Regions from separate parts of the Mus musculus genome. Here region 2 is linked to region 1. Evidence: chromatin contacts called from public Hi-C data. All regions are on one chromosome and are shown on one strand. The core of a region is the stretch at or near the end of the contact, and the rest is flanking DNA. Distances in the headings are between cores, read along the strand shown.

Region 1 (7,124 bases), core at 682-3,181:
AAAGTAAAATATCTAAGCTCTCACTGTTCCTTTGAAATAACCATTCAGAAATAGAGAACTGGCCGAAATTTGAGAAATCTCTTGAACTGCCCTCTAACAAGAAGAGAGACCTGTCATTTCAGGAGTTGGCCTAGGTTTCCTGCTCCCTGCATTTCCCAAGATATTACAAGAACAATTATGATGGACATAGCTCCTGAACACGTACACCCTTTAAAATGGAAACCATAAGACCGGTTATAAATCTGAAAGCAATTTGGAAAATGAATGCGGCAGGTGTTCAGGGTGGGGATAGAAGAAGTATGCCTCTGTTTGTTATAAACTGTTTTGATGTAGGATTCCTGACCTTCAAATAGGGCTGCAAGTTTACCCAAGAGACATAAAGCCCAAAACATGTGAATAGATTCTGTAACAGAAAATCCTAAGGCTCAGCACTGGCCACGTCTTTTGTTCATAGTGCTGGTGAGTGCTGCCATACTCACCCATGGGAAGATTAGATCGTGTGAAATCAGATTACCTGTAGCAAGAGAAGTGTAACATCAAAATAGTTATAAAATCTCTCCGAATCACTAAATAATTTCAAACTCCTATTCAGCACTTTGCTTGCTTATATAACAAAAACATGTTTTCTTACATGAAAGTGAATTACAAAATAAAGACATTTGATGCGCGTTTCACTGGCTAGGAAGCAGATCTCACCGAGCTCCCCTGATCACTGAGCATCTCCCTGATGACGTAGGCTGCATTCTCCGCCTGTGGCTACCCACCGAAGCAATGGGATCTGCTATCCAACTATATCCAAGTTCATTCCTGCAGGGGATGAAGTTAGCCAGACTTTTATTTTTGGTTGCAGCTGCTGGGATTGTTGTGGACGGTTGTTAAGTGTTTGGAATTTCTCTCAGCCCACCTTCACCTTTCACATTTAAAACTGGAAACCAATACAGATGGGGAGCCACACACGAGCCTTATTGCTGATAAAGCTGGATCGAAGAAGGAAGCCTTCTCATCTAGCTAACAAGGAGACTAGCGTAACATGTGTTTGTCATGCTTGCCTCTCCAGCCTTTCCCATGACTCATCTTAATGTCTGGGTAGAGAAGTCCTGACCTGGTAACCTTTTGGTAAACTTCCACCCGCATATCAAGCTCTTTCCCTTCATAGAGGTATGATAGGCAAAAGAATGGTGGTCCAGCAGGGCTGACCTACACAAACTATAAATAACTTCTTTTGCCTTAGCTTACCAGAAAAGTCACCCACTCACTCTCCTACTCATCCACTTATTCATTTAACAAATACTTATGATTTCTTACCCTCTACCAGGCAGGGTACATCTAGCAATACACAGAGACCCACATATATAGGTCAGCCTGCAGTGATGGGCAAAGCCAAGCTAGACCTTGATAATGTTTGCATCCTAGGGAGAGGGACAGCCACAAAACAAATAAATAAAGGACCCACAGTTGTCAAGTGGTGCTAAGTGATATGTGAATATAACCAGAATGAGGGGCATGGAGGGCACAATGAAAACAAGACATTTCAATGGAACCCAAAGGTATGGAGTGTGCTTAGAACCTCCTTTGGGAGGAGGAAAAGTGAAAGGAAAGCTTGAAGATGTCTGTCACTACTGCAAAGGGAAGGCCGACTCTTGTCTTTTGGAGATAACTCAAGAGTGTGGGATAGGCTGGCTTCAGTGTAATCTCCGGTCATTTTCTTCTCTTAACACACTGCACTTAATGATGAAGTCCACTTTGGAGAGAACAACTATTTATTAGCAGTTTTATAGTCTCGGATACACCTATGTGGCCAATAGTACCCATCACGTGTGCCCAAACAGAGCCCCTAGAAAGCACTGGATCAGGCAGGATAGGGGATCCATGAAGTTCGACATCATGATGAGCTGTGCAAGAGCAGCTGGCTGACTTATTCACTATCTCACTTATGCTTAGCTGTGTTGTGCAATATAGACCATCAAGGGTTTCGCAATGTACCTAAGTGGCAATCCATATAATGCAATAGCTGCCAAAAGAAAAGAGAAATGCTGTAAATCAGAACGCAATAAACCCACCCTTGTTACTACATTTCCAAGAAGAATTTGAAGTTCTCGAATTAAAACATTTGCTTCTATAAATCAAAATAGGAGAAAGAATCTAGATTTCCTATTTTTTCCAGTTTGTTTTTATTGTCCTAGTTTTTATCCAAAAGGCCCTCGTTTCAAGTCCAAGGGCTCAGTCAAGCCATTCGAACACTGCTGTAACAAGACTGAAACCAACATGATCCAACTCCCAGTCTTACAAGGCCCACACTGTTCTCAGTGCTCAAAGGCAGTGAGCCCCATGTGCTTCCGATTACAGTGACTCAACTCCAAACCTGCAGTGCCAGCCCCTGCACACACTATTCCAGCCATGTGTTACAGATGTGTGGCATAGCCTAGATCTCCATTACTATCACCAGAAAACAAGAACAGTTATGTGGCTGACCCCTGCTAGAATGCCGGTCAGCCTGGGTTTGGCTGTCAAAAGAGAACAGCCTGTGAACTTGGATTCAGTGGGGAAAATAAGAATCCAAAGTGAGCACTTAGATGATATGGCCCTTAAATCTCTTTCAGAGCATAGCAGATTTCTTCCCTCTTTTTTCTGCATTCTGAGTTTGACAAACATGATCTCCAGGATATTGCTTCTTGTGTTCCTGAACTCTGATTTTTGTTGGGTGTTTAATTAGATACCAGGACCTTCTAAAGCCAGGTTATTGTTGTTATTTTTTAGATAACGTCATATGGTATGTAGTTCATGTTGACCTCAAGCTCCCATGTAGCTGAAGATGACCACTTGGACTCCAATTTTCCTGCCTTTATTTCCTCAATGCTGGGATTACAGACATGTCCTACTCCATGTGGTCTATGTGGTGCTAGGGACTGAACCCAGGGCTTTGTATAACTTAGGCAATCACTCTACCCAGGAAACTATACCTCTAGCCCTCAATTTTAGTTTTAAGAGACAGATTCAACTGCATGTTAACCATTCACTATATTAAAAGAAAAAAAAACTTAGTACTTTTTCAGCACTGTTGTCATTGAACATGACATTTTTATCACTTTTCTGTCCTCTCAACTTTGGGATACAACATTAACATATTTAAAGTGATTGACCCCAAATGGTGTTATAAATAACACATCTTAGAGTCCTCAATATCAAAAGATAGGAAGTCAAGTTAATTCAATTTTGCACCAACCAAAGATCCAGGTGTCAAGGGAGATAGGCACATTTGTATACCCTTGAGTGATGTGACCTTCTGAAGAGGTCAAAAGATAAAGGGACTGCTGAGGAGGTCCAGCCTCGCTGGGACTGTTTTGTCAATCTTCCCCCTTGTCCACATGAACTCTATGAATTTCATGAACCAGAAGAGCTAAGTCAAATTGCCATGACAACTAGGGTTTAGAATTCCTGTCATGTGTTGGGCTCGGGCCCTAGAAAACATCAGAAAAGAGCATAAAATATGTTGACAATAGGAAAACAAAAAGATTTCATAATAGCTTAAAAGCCTGTTGGACTTAACATCAGAAGGCATGAGACCAGGCTCATTACCATCACTGCTGTTACTCTGGGAAAGTAAATAAACTTAATGAGGATTCAGTTTCCACTGAATCAGAAAAGGAGGACAGAAATGTAGCTCATCTTCTGAACTGCGTTCTCCAATTCACTCTGAGTTTTCACCACTCTCTTTTTAATTCAGGATAGAACTGCTAAGCCTGAAGATTGATTTTTTTTTAAATTGGTGAAGATGTATAACCATAAGAAACGCAGGAGACTCAAACTCCTCCTCACACTTATCCTAAACGCTCCTCCCCCAACCCCATCATCTCATTCTTTGAAATGTGTGATATGTTTGAATTTGTTCTCAATACGAGAGAAAAGAGTTGAGGGTATAAACCAGTAATTATTTCTTTAGTTTGCTAAAATAGTGTCTTGGGTTTATTTTCATCATGAATTCTTCTGGGCACTCAATCCAGCAGGAAACAAAACAGACCAAGACATTCTAATGGGGCAGCTGAAGGACACATAAGTGGGAACTGACCAAGTATCAGATAGCAGTGAGTGTGTAACCATCATAAGATAGAAGGGCAAAGGTGATTGGGAGTTGTACTGTGTGATGGATGATTATGGCTCTAAGAAAATGTCCCTTAAAGTGAGACACGAGTTATACACATAAGGAACCCATCGCATTTAGATATGAGCATAAATGTTCTAGACTGGGTATTGACCAAGGTAAACTTCTATGTTGGAACTAAGCTCAGTGTGTCCTGGGGTGGTGACAAATGCAGGATCATAGCACTGAGAGCCTAGAGGGCAAGCATAGCAATACTGAAGGGGTGAGCATACTCAGGGCACACAGTGTGACTGGAGTTTTAAAGTCCTGCCTTGCTTAGCCAATCACTCATGCCCTTTGTTTTCCTAACAGTTTTTGCAAGAATCCTGCGTGCTCCTGAATCCCACAATGTCACCTTTGGTTCCTTTGTAACCCTACGCTGCACAGCAATAGGCATCCCTGTCCCCACCATCAGCTGGATTGAAAACGGAAATGCTGTGAGTGCCATGTGATCGGGGTGATTTGGGGAAGACTTGCTGGTGGTGACTTGCTGCACACAGCATGTACCAGTAGCTGTGTGGTGATTTGAATAAGAACAGCCCCTGGTGCCTCATATGTTTGAGTATGTTGTCCCTACCTAGTTGGTGGAACTCTTTGGGAAGGATTAGGAGGTATGTCACTGGGACACTTTTGAGGTATCAAAGAGCTATTCACTCTGCCACTCTCTCTGCCTTCAGTTTGCTGATCAAGATGTAGGCTCTGAACTGTTCCTGCTGCCATACCTTTGCTCCACCATCATGGACTCCAATCCTCTGAAACCATAAACCTCAAATGAAATGTTATCATTTATAAATCACCATGGTCATAGTATTTTATTATAGCAATATGATACAAAGTACACAGTGACTAAGATAGTGTTACAATTTCTATCTATATTGCTGGTCCTAGTTTTACCAGTGTTTAAAGCTGTCCTTGGTAGCAGAAACCACTGGCATCAAACCCTGGGAGTTGACATTCTACCCTGTACCACATATCTTTTACTTTTTTTGTATGTAAAAGAAAAATGGTTCTAAGTCCTCCCTATAACTAAAATAACTTTCATAAAATGTTCCAGGAAAAGGCCAGTCTACTGGTGGAGGTTACTTTAATGGAAAATAATCCAGAATTGTAATCCACTCAACATTTCATTTTTAATAGTGCTACTAGTAGCTAATGTGATCACATGGTTATTTGAGCCAGGTCCTCTTCTAAGTACTTTACATACAAGCATTCTCACATTCACTTTATGAACAAGTATTGAGCATCTGAGCAATAAGTAATATTGTAGGCTCTGTGGCAACAAGAGCAAGAAAAATGAGAGACCTTCCTTGATGTCAAACAGCTTCCATTCTGATGTGAAAGGATAGAGAATAAAATCAAAGAGACTTGCGTGAATTACGCTATCTATGACAAAACAAAACAAACAAGCAAGCAAACAACAACAACAATGAAAACCCATAAATCTGGAGATGAGTCAGAGAGTTGGACCTTAGGAGACAGATTCCAGTTTCAGGAGAGTAGTTGAGTCTACTTGGTACCAAGGCACCTGGGAAGAGGTCGGGATATGATGAAAGGGGAAGCTGTATGCATAGCTGCTGGAAAATTACCAAAGTCTCTGAGATAAGGGTGTAGACACGATTTGTTGGAGGAGCAGCAAGGTTTGTGTGGTTAGAGACCAGTGAGTGAAGAGTGCAGAGATGAGGGGTGCACGTGGCCTCTGTGAATCAAAAATTCCTGCCAAGGCTGGGAAGCAGCTTCAGCTGTCCTTCACCTGACAGGGGACTCGGTTGCAAGTCTGTTTTCATTGTCTATTGTCCCATGACTCTTCCCCATTGTCCCCTGTTCCCTCATGTCTGGTTATCTTTGACTGACCACTGTTCATTATACTGGAACGAAGATGTCTAATTTGAGGGCTGGAGGGCGGTACTTTCTTCTGGAAAAGATCTTTGCTTCACTCTGTCAGAATCTAAGGGTTACTTCTACTCTTGGGCCACGTAAGGTTCGAAGCTCCTTGTATATGCCTAGTCATTATAGTACAGGTGTAATAGATGGACTATGTCTCTTACAGATCACATTGAGATGATCCGGATACCTAGTGCTTTGACACCTCTCATTTTTGCTATCTAATTATTCTCTATGCTTTATCATTGCTACATTTATTTTTCTCTTCTCACTCATTAAAGACAACCAAAGGAAAATTAAAATTTTCCAAGGTTGGGAAGTCTTTCATGGGAAGAATAATACTCTACATTTTTTGTATGTGAATTTTTTTCTGGAGTTCTTTTCAGTATGAAGGTTTGTCTATAACAGCTAGGGTTTTTGTTTGTCTTGTTCTGTTGTATTTTGTTTTGTTTTGGTTTGGTTTTTTTGTTATGTTTTCATTTGTTTTGTTTTGTGTGTGTGTGTGTTTTTTATCCAGAATGGGAAATTAATCAGGACTCTTAAATCCATATTTTTTAAAATATTGAGTCTTGCTATTTGTGTTTGGTGAGAATATACATTTTATCTTATCTGTAACCAAAATCAACTTGAGGACGAAAGGTTTTAAGATAACAGCTTATAGTCCATCCTGAAAGGAAGTCAGGGTGGAAACCTGGAGACAGGAACTGAAGCTGAGGCCATGGAGAGGTGCTGCTCATTGGCTTGCTTCCCATGGCTTGCTCAGTCTGCCTTCCTATACACCCCTGGACCACCTTCCCACAGTGGGTTGTTCTCTCCCATACCAACCAACAGTCAAGAAAATTTCCCACCGAGTTGCCTACAGGACTGTCTGGTAGAAGCAATTCCCCATTTGAGGTTTACTCTTTCAAGATGACTTTAGCTTGTGTCAGTTTGACCAGACAAAACAAAAGACTAACTTTTCACAATTTTAAGATTGTGTTCATGAGGTATAGAAACATATTTTCATTGTTCTAGTCTAGATACAATTTAAATCAATGTAATTCCTTGTCATCAGTTGTATCAACTGTTGGCAAGCATGGTGGGTTTTCACAGTAAATGGGAGTTG
Region 2 (7,290 bases), core at 897-3,396, 83 kb after region 1:
GGGATTGCAGGCTTGTACAACCACTCTGGACATCAGTCTGGCGGTTCCTCAGAAAATTGGACATAGTACTACCGGAGGATCCAGCAATACCTCTCCTGGGCATATATCCAGAAGATGCCCCAACTGGTAAGGACACATGCTCCACTATGTTCATAGCAGCCTTATTTATAATAGCCAGAAGCTGGAAAGAACCCAGATGCCCCTCAACAGAAGAATGGATACAGAAAATGTGGTACATCTACACAATGGAGTACTACTCAGCTATTAAAAAGAATGAATTTATGAAATTCCTAGCCAAATGGATGGACCTGGAGGGCATCATCCTGAGTGAGGTAACACATTCACAAAGGAACTCACACAATATCTACTCACTGATAAGTGGATATTAGCCCAAAACCTAGGATACCCAAGATATAAGATACAATTTGCTAAACACATGAAACTCAAGAAAAATGAAGACTGAAATGTGGACACTATGCCCCTCCTTAGAAGTGGGAACAAAACACCCTGGGAAGGAGTTACAGAGATAAAGTTTTGAGCTGAGATGAAAGGATGGTCCATGTAGAGACTGCCATATCCAGGGATCCACCCCATAATTAGCATCCAAACGCTGACACCATTGCATACACTAGCAAGATTTTATCGAAAGGACCCAGATGTAGCTGTCTCTTGTGAGACTATGCCGGGGCCTAGCAAACACAGAAGTGGATGCTCACAGTCAGCTAATGGATGGATCACAGGGCTCCCAATGGAGGAGCTAGAGAAAGTACCCAAGGAGCTAAAGGGATCTGCAACCCTATAGGCGGAACAACATAATGAACTAACCAGTATCCCGGAGCTCTTGACTCTAGCTGCATATGTATCAAAAGATGGCCTAGTCGGCCATCACTGGAAAGAGAGGCCCATTGGACACGCAAACTTTATATGCCCCAGTACAGGGTAACGCCAGAGCCAAAAAGGGGGAGTGGGTGGGTAGGGGAGTGGGGGTGGGTGGGTATGGGGGACTTTTGGTATAGCATTGGAAATGTAAATGAGCTAAATACCTAATAAAAAATGGAAAAAAAAATTTAAAAAAAAATTAAAAATACAAAATGTGAAAAAAAGATGGCTCAACTTGAAAAGAAGTTATTTATTCTACAAATAATTATAATTTTTAAAGTCATATGTCCAAAGGTATCTATTTCTAAGAGAGAGAAAAAAATTGGCTGAAAAAAATCCTCTTAGTAAATATGAATAAAAAGACTTACTTCTAGTAGCAATAATACTTAACAATGACCAAGGAAGACAAGCAGAAGTAATTAAGAATGAAGCAAGTCTGTCCTTCTTAAGTTTGAGTTTTACTCAGTGTATCAAGTTAGTAAAAAAATAAAGTTTCTATTCAAAGGAAAATGAAAAATTGTTGTTTCTATATAGTAAACTGTATAAACAAAAAAGTCCGTTAGTAATCATTTTTAATAGCTCAAAAGGTCAATAGCCCAAGAAATTAAAAACAAGACGGGGCTGGGGAGCATAGCTCAGGCTGTTCTTCCAGAGAACCTATACTCCGTTCCCAGCACTCACCTGGAACAGTCTCTAACTCCGTCCCAAGGGCTCCAGCGCCCTCTTCTGGCCTCTGCAAGTACTAACTCATGTACGAGCCTCAAAAACCGCTAACAAAATAAAAAAATTCACCCCAAAAATGTAAAAACAAGAAGATAAATATGCGGGAAGGCAGATGTGGGAATGTGAAGGCAAGAGGTCTGGGGTTAAAGCACAAATCTATCTTTCAGGCTGAATGGGCCCCATAAACTTGAAATCAGCAAGCCTGTCTCATCTCCCAAGAATGCATACCAGTTAAAATTCCTTACATTCTTTTCCCTTGCCTATTATGCCTGGAAAAATACTTGAAGCCACAATGCTGGATGGAGAAATCATTTTTGTGCGTCAATATGCCAGTATTTTCTCTGGAAGGAAGAGGGGATGGTTTTCGTAGATCCTCGAGTTATGGTGATTTGACATTTTTAGTTATAAGATTTATTGTTAATACAGAAAAAGGAAAATCTTTTGCAAAAGAACATTGGAAAAACTAAGCCACTTTTATGCACTCCCCTCTTCCTTGACCTACTTGTTAAAACTTCCTGTTTGTGAAATAAACAAGAGAGTCCCTGGAGTGCTTTGAAGTCTGTGGCTTTGAGGAAATGACTGAGTAGCCCTGTCAGAATATCTCTCGGGCCACTCAAGTCCCTGGGGGCCTGTCCTCAAGGGAATCTTCTGCCTTTTGAGCCAAGAGCTCATGTGCCTCCATTCAGCAAGGGATTATCAGCATCCCAAGAACTTGGCCCTAACATACTCACTGTTAATTTGACAAATTGTGCACTTACACATCTTTCTTAGCCTCTGCCACACTGCGGCTTTAGCGGCTAAGATGCCCGCGTATTGATTGATCTTTAGAACTAGACTAGCTTCTGGGGTGCTCCACAGAAGAACGGACTGAGAGTCAGAAACCTTGGCCTGAGTCTCAAATGACCCACATAGACATCAATGTGTGATCTTGGCCAAGCCATCATTCCATTAATACTCTATAGTCACCCTCATCAATGTCCCAAACCATCTGCTGTTTATCAAACGCCATGGCCTTTTTTTAACAGCCTTATTGACTACTATCTGGAGTCTTCCTCCTTAACCTTCATAGGATACCTTTTAGGCGTTCCTACCACATGCCAGAGAGTGTTATGACAGCTTCATGCATGTATATAATATATTCTGATCATATACAATCCACTACTCTCTCCTATTCCCTTCCCTCTCCTTCCCATACAGTTCCCCTCCTGCTTTCATGAGTTTATATTTGTGACCCACTGTCACTGGGTCCTTAACCATAGCCACTAGTCCACCTGTGGCATTTAGCATCTGCATCCAGAGCTGTTATTTAGGCTTATACATCGCTTTCCCTGCATAGCCTCAGCCAAAGCCACACTCAAATCCCAGGCATTCATCCTCAGACTCAGACTCCAGACGGTATATTCCGTCTAACGATGCCCAGAAATGTCACCTCAACAGGCCCCAGGTTCAATTACACAACAGTGACCCACCCCCACCCCACCATGTCTCCTCACACTTTCCAAACCTGGAAATCATACTGATTGCTTGGGTAAAGCTGATGTTACTAGTTTACCGATGACGGTTTAAGTAGCAATTTTGAGAAGCAAAAATACTTTTTGGAACTTCAACAACTAGATCAGGTCATGCAGATTCTACCTTATTTGGTTCCCTTGTTCTTGGCTATTCTTGTCTCCATTTCCCTAATTCAAGAGTGCCAAACTCTTCTTCTCCAGCCCCTTCTACCCTCTGAACTAATTGCCTTCAGACCTTGCCAGACTTGACAACTTCCATCACATACTCCTCCCACAGTGGCCTTTTGTCAAAGGCAAGTCTGGGAGTCTCATATGGATCTCCATGTCTATACGGTTATTTAAACAGAAGAGCTTCTGTTTGTGCACAAGACCCTTTGTGATCTGGCTTCAACCTGTCCCTACACTGTCACCTCCAGGCTTCCTCCCATATACCCTGCTCTCTGCTTAGGTCCTTCATTTCCCCACAACACAACACGCTGACCCATGTATCCTTTCCTTCCTGGTACCTGCTCCTCCTGCTGATGGAATGCTGTTCTAAACCCCAGCGTGTTTTGTTGTGTTTGTTTGTAAGTTTTCTCATCCTCCTAGGATTTAGTTCCCTGGCTCTTCTGATAAGCCATCCCTTTATCCCCGGTGTGATAGATTGTGACCACAGCTATTCACAGCTTTCTGCATTTACATTTTTTAAAATTTCTATCTTTAAATTTCTATCTTTAATTGTGTATATCTGTGTGGGATTGGTTCTGTGTGTGCAGGTGGGTGCAAATGCCAGAAGAGGCCAGAAGAGGTCATCAGAGCACCTGGAGATAGAGTTACAAGTGGCTGTGAGCTGACCAACATGGGTGTTGGGATCCATGCTCAGACCCTCTGCATAAGCAGTACTAGCTCTTAAGTGATGCGCCATCTTCCCAGCCCTTGCATTTACGTTGTGCTGGGGCCTCACTATAATCAAAGTATACTTCAGCACACCTTCACTTCGCAGCTGGCTGGTGCCTTACTGCTTCATAACAACTCAGGAGCAGATATGATAATAAACCAGCTCCAAGCCCCGTTAGACAAACTGACAACATAGTTATGAAAAGAATGGGTCTGAGTTTATCCCATAAAAAGAAAGAGATAGACCTGGACCAGATCCTCTCCAGTGAGTTGACCTGAGTCAAGCTTCACTCCTTTGACCTGATGTGAATGCTCACTGTTATATGAAATTGAGATAGATGTTTTCAGTTTAGTGTAGCAATAGCTTTGCTTATCTTTTAGTGGCTACTCTTGCTGTGATGAAACACCATGACCAAAAGCAGTTGGGGAGGAAAGGGTTTATTTGTTTCCATGTCCTGAATCACATACAGCTCACTGAGAGACAGCAAAACAGGAACTCAAACTCAGTAAAAACCCAAAGGCAGGAGCTGATGCAGAGGCCATGGAATGATGCTACTTACTGTCTTGCTCACCATGACTTGCTCAGTGTGTTTCTAATAAAACCCAGGACCACAGCTCAGGTATATATCCCCACCCAAAATGGGCTGGCTCCCTGCAATCAATCACTAATTAAGAAAATGTCCTACAGGCTTGCTTGCCTACTGGCTAGTCTTAGGAAGGCGTTTTCTGAGTTGAGGTTCCATTCTCTCAGATGACTTTAGCTTGTGTCAAGGACAGCTGGCATATCAGCTGTGGCTTCTCCCCTGTCCTCTCACATGTTTCCATTCCACATCCTCCAAGAAAAGAAAGACGGCAATGCTGGCACCTTGGTCTTCTGTAGTTCCTATCGAGCTTATCTCAAACTCCAGGCAGTGAACTGAATCTTGCACACTGAGCTAGTTCTTTAAAAGGGAAAAACTGAGACTGGAAATACAGCTCAGGGGAGAGCTTGCATGGCTCTTAGCCCCTGAGTTTGGATCCTCAGCACAATGTCTGCTGGAGAAGAGAGGGATCGCCTAGGCTTGCTGACTTATAGGCAAGTTCAAAGTTCAATGAGAGACTCTGTTTCAAGGCACACAGGTGGGTATGCATCACACACAGAGGCGCATGTGTGCACAGAGAGAGAGAGACAGAGACAGAGAGACAGAGAGATAGAGACAGACAGAGACAGACACAGATAGAGAGACAGTGGCAGAGACAGAGAGATACAGAAACAGAGAGAGACAAAGAGACAGAGAACTACCCTGCCTATCATGCAACATTTCTCTCAGATAAATGGAAGCTTGAGCCTTTTTCTTTAAGGAGTAAACTCTCTAACCCAAACAATTTTATCTTCTATGTTTTCAAGTACATATATTTTACACAACTTTTATTTACAGACATGAAATCATGGGAAGAAACATCTGATTGTCTAACTAACTTTAACCTTGGCTAGTCACAGAGATCGACTCTTTTGAATTAGGAACACCTTGAAAATGCTTACAAGTGAAAACTCATTAACTTCTCAATGCTTTTGTGCAAGTGTTTCTGTGCCATGAGCAAAGGTTTGAGAATTAGCCTACCAGAGGTTCAGTTTCCAGAAAATTACATCTTATAAAACTGATTGTAGGCCAGGATTTGTCAGTGAGAGGAGAAATCTGAAAGACGTGGTCTTGGGAAGATGCCAGCGTTAAAAGACTCACTCACATTCCACCCTCACTGCCAAACCCAAAGGAACAGGCAGGGGAAGTCTGGTTTAAGTCCAGAGAAAGGCAATTTTGGTAGCCAATTCTCACACTCGGGAAAAGGTTTGCTGGAGCTGTTTAGAGTTGTCCAACCTTGAGCATGGACAAGGAACAGTCATACTGGTAAGATTTGGACAACCTCTGTTGTCCACGCTTACACATGGTGATGGAGAATTTTGCATCTAATTTCTTTGTGTTTTATAGACAAGTGGCAAGCTTTGTGATGCTACAGGGACACTCAGAGGGATGACTGTGGTCAGGACAAAGCTCTCTTGGGGACATGCTTATCCGATAACATTCTATGAAAGCTATAAAGGCAAGATTACTTATATACTATTTATATTTATACAAAATGCTTGCCCAAAGTGATTGTTATGTAAGTGAGATAGATTTTAATTTTTCCTACTTTTCATATCTTTAAAGTTTTTAAAACATATATAATTACATCATTCTCCCTTTATCTTTCCTTTGTCCAGCCCTCTCCATGTGTTCCTAACTTCATCTCAAATTCTTGGCCTCTTTTTCTTTAATTGTTATTGTTCCATATATATTGCATAAATATACAAATGAAGCCTATTGAGTTTATTTAGTATTACTTGTGTTATATGATTTCAGGGCTGACCACTTGGCACTGGTTAGTCAATTACTTTCCATTTCTTAATATATTTCATTAAAAAATTGCAGCTTTACTATGAAAATGGTAACTATCTCATACAAAACAATATCTGCACATCAAAGCTTGAAATCAATGAAGACTGTTTTCCCAGCAATCATTGAACCCAAACCAAGCAGTGAAGAAAAAAACAATCAAACAAACAAAAGCCTTACTGGACAATCTCAGGGGGGATAGTGACCCCTTCCAGGCAGCCATGGCCTCTTCGCCAAACCAGGCTGAAGATAAAAGAATCTCCTTCTCTGGCTCCAGATCTCTAAACTCCATGGAGACCAGTGTTCTTCTGGTGCAGATTCACTGAAAAGACTTCTGTTTCTTGTACCTATATGCCAGAAATGTGTTTCTAACCTTTTTTTTTTTTCTCAATTAAACAAGAAGCTATATATTATACACAATCCTTTGCTGAAGACCTTAAAATATTTCATCAACAAATCCTCCTTATTTTTAAATTTATTTTTTATTATTATTTTTATCCATGTGCATGCATGTACGCCCTCACTAATATATATGTGTGTAATGTATGTACAGAAGCCCATGAGGCTCACTGGATCCTCTGGACCTGGGGTTACAGGTGGTTGTGAGCCAACATGTGGGAGCTGAGAACCAAACACTGGTCTTCAGCAACAACAACAGCAAACAGTACCTGGTTCAAAGCCTTCCTCATGAGTTACCATGAACTAACTTCCTATGGATCCCTGCCTCCCATCCTCCCAAAGCAAATTAGGAAAAAAGTCTTCTCTTAGGTGAAATGGTGAATGTTTTACATAGATTAATAAGGGTTGTTGTTGTTAAGTTTCCCTGTTCCTCTAGCCACCATACACAAATACACACACACATACACAGATACACAAGCACACAGAGAGAG

What was found. Hi-C and Micro-C count contacts between places; a contact is called where the count stands out from the background.
Region 2: a contact with region 1 is called in a Hi-C map of uterus, with 3 times the contacts expected there. The contact joins two enhancer-like sites. A contact is called at or near these places in 1 of 15 datasets of contacts at CTCF or cohesin (the NIH/3T3 cell line), 4 of 484 Hi-C or Micro-C datasets (the 3T3-L1 cell line, 3T3-L1-derived adipocytes and uterus) and 1 of 115 datasets of contacts at active chromatin or transcription factors (bone marrow-derived macrophages).

Annotation. Positions count from the first base shown.
Region 1 is chr4:58,329,115-58,336,238 of GRCm38.p6, forward strand. Musk (muscle, skeletal, receptor tyrosine kinase) reads left to right here. Exons shown (of 15, transcript NM_001037129.1): 7 at 4,451-4,575. Among named protein-coding and RNA genes, the nearest start is that of Musk, 47 kb to the left of the region's middle. Within about 2 kb of position 1,932, at least 55 of the 459 cell types and tissues checked have an H3K27ac peak or open chromatin away from gene starts, as enhancers often do. A contact at or near this core is called in the NIH/3T3 cell line and uterus, where this site is marked.
Region 2 is chr4:58,411,790-58,419,079 of GRCm38.p6, forward strand. No RefSeq gene overlaps it. Among named protein-coding and RNA genes, the nearest start is that of Mir3095, 26 kb to the right of the region's middle. Within about 2 kb of position 2,147, at least 48 of the 459 cell types and tissues checked have an H3K27ac peak or open chromatin away from gene starts, as enhancers often do. A contact at or near this core is called in the NIH/3T3 cell line and uterus, where this site is marked.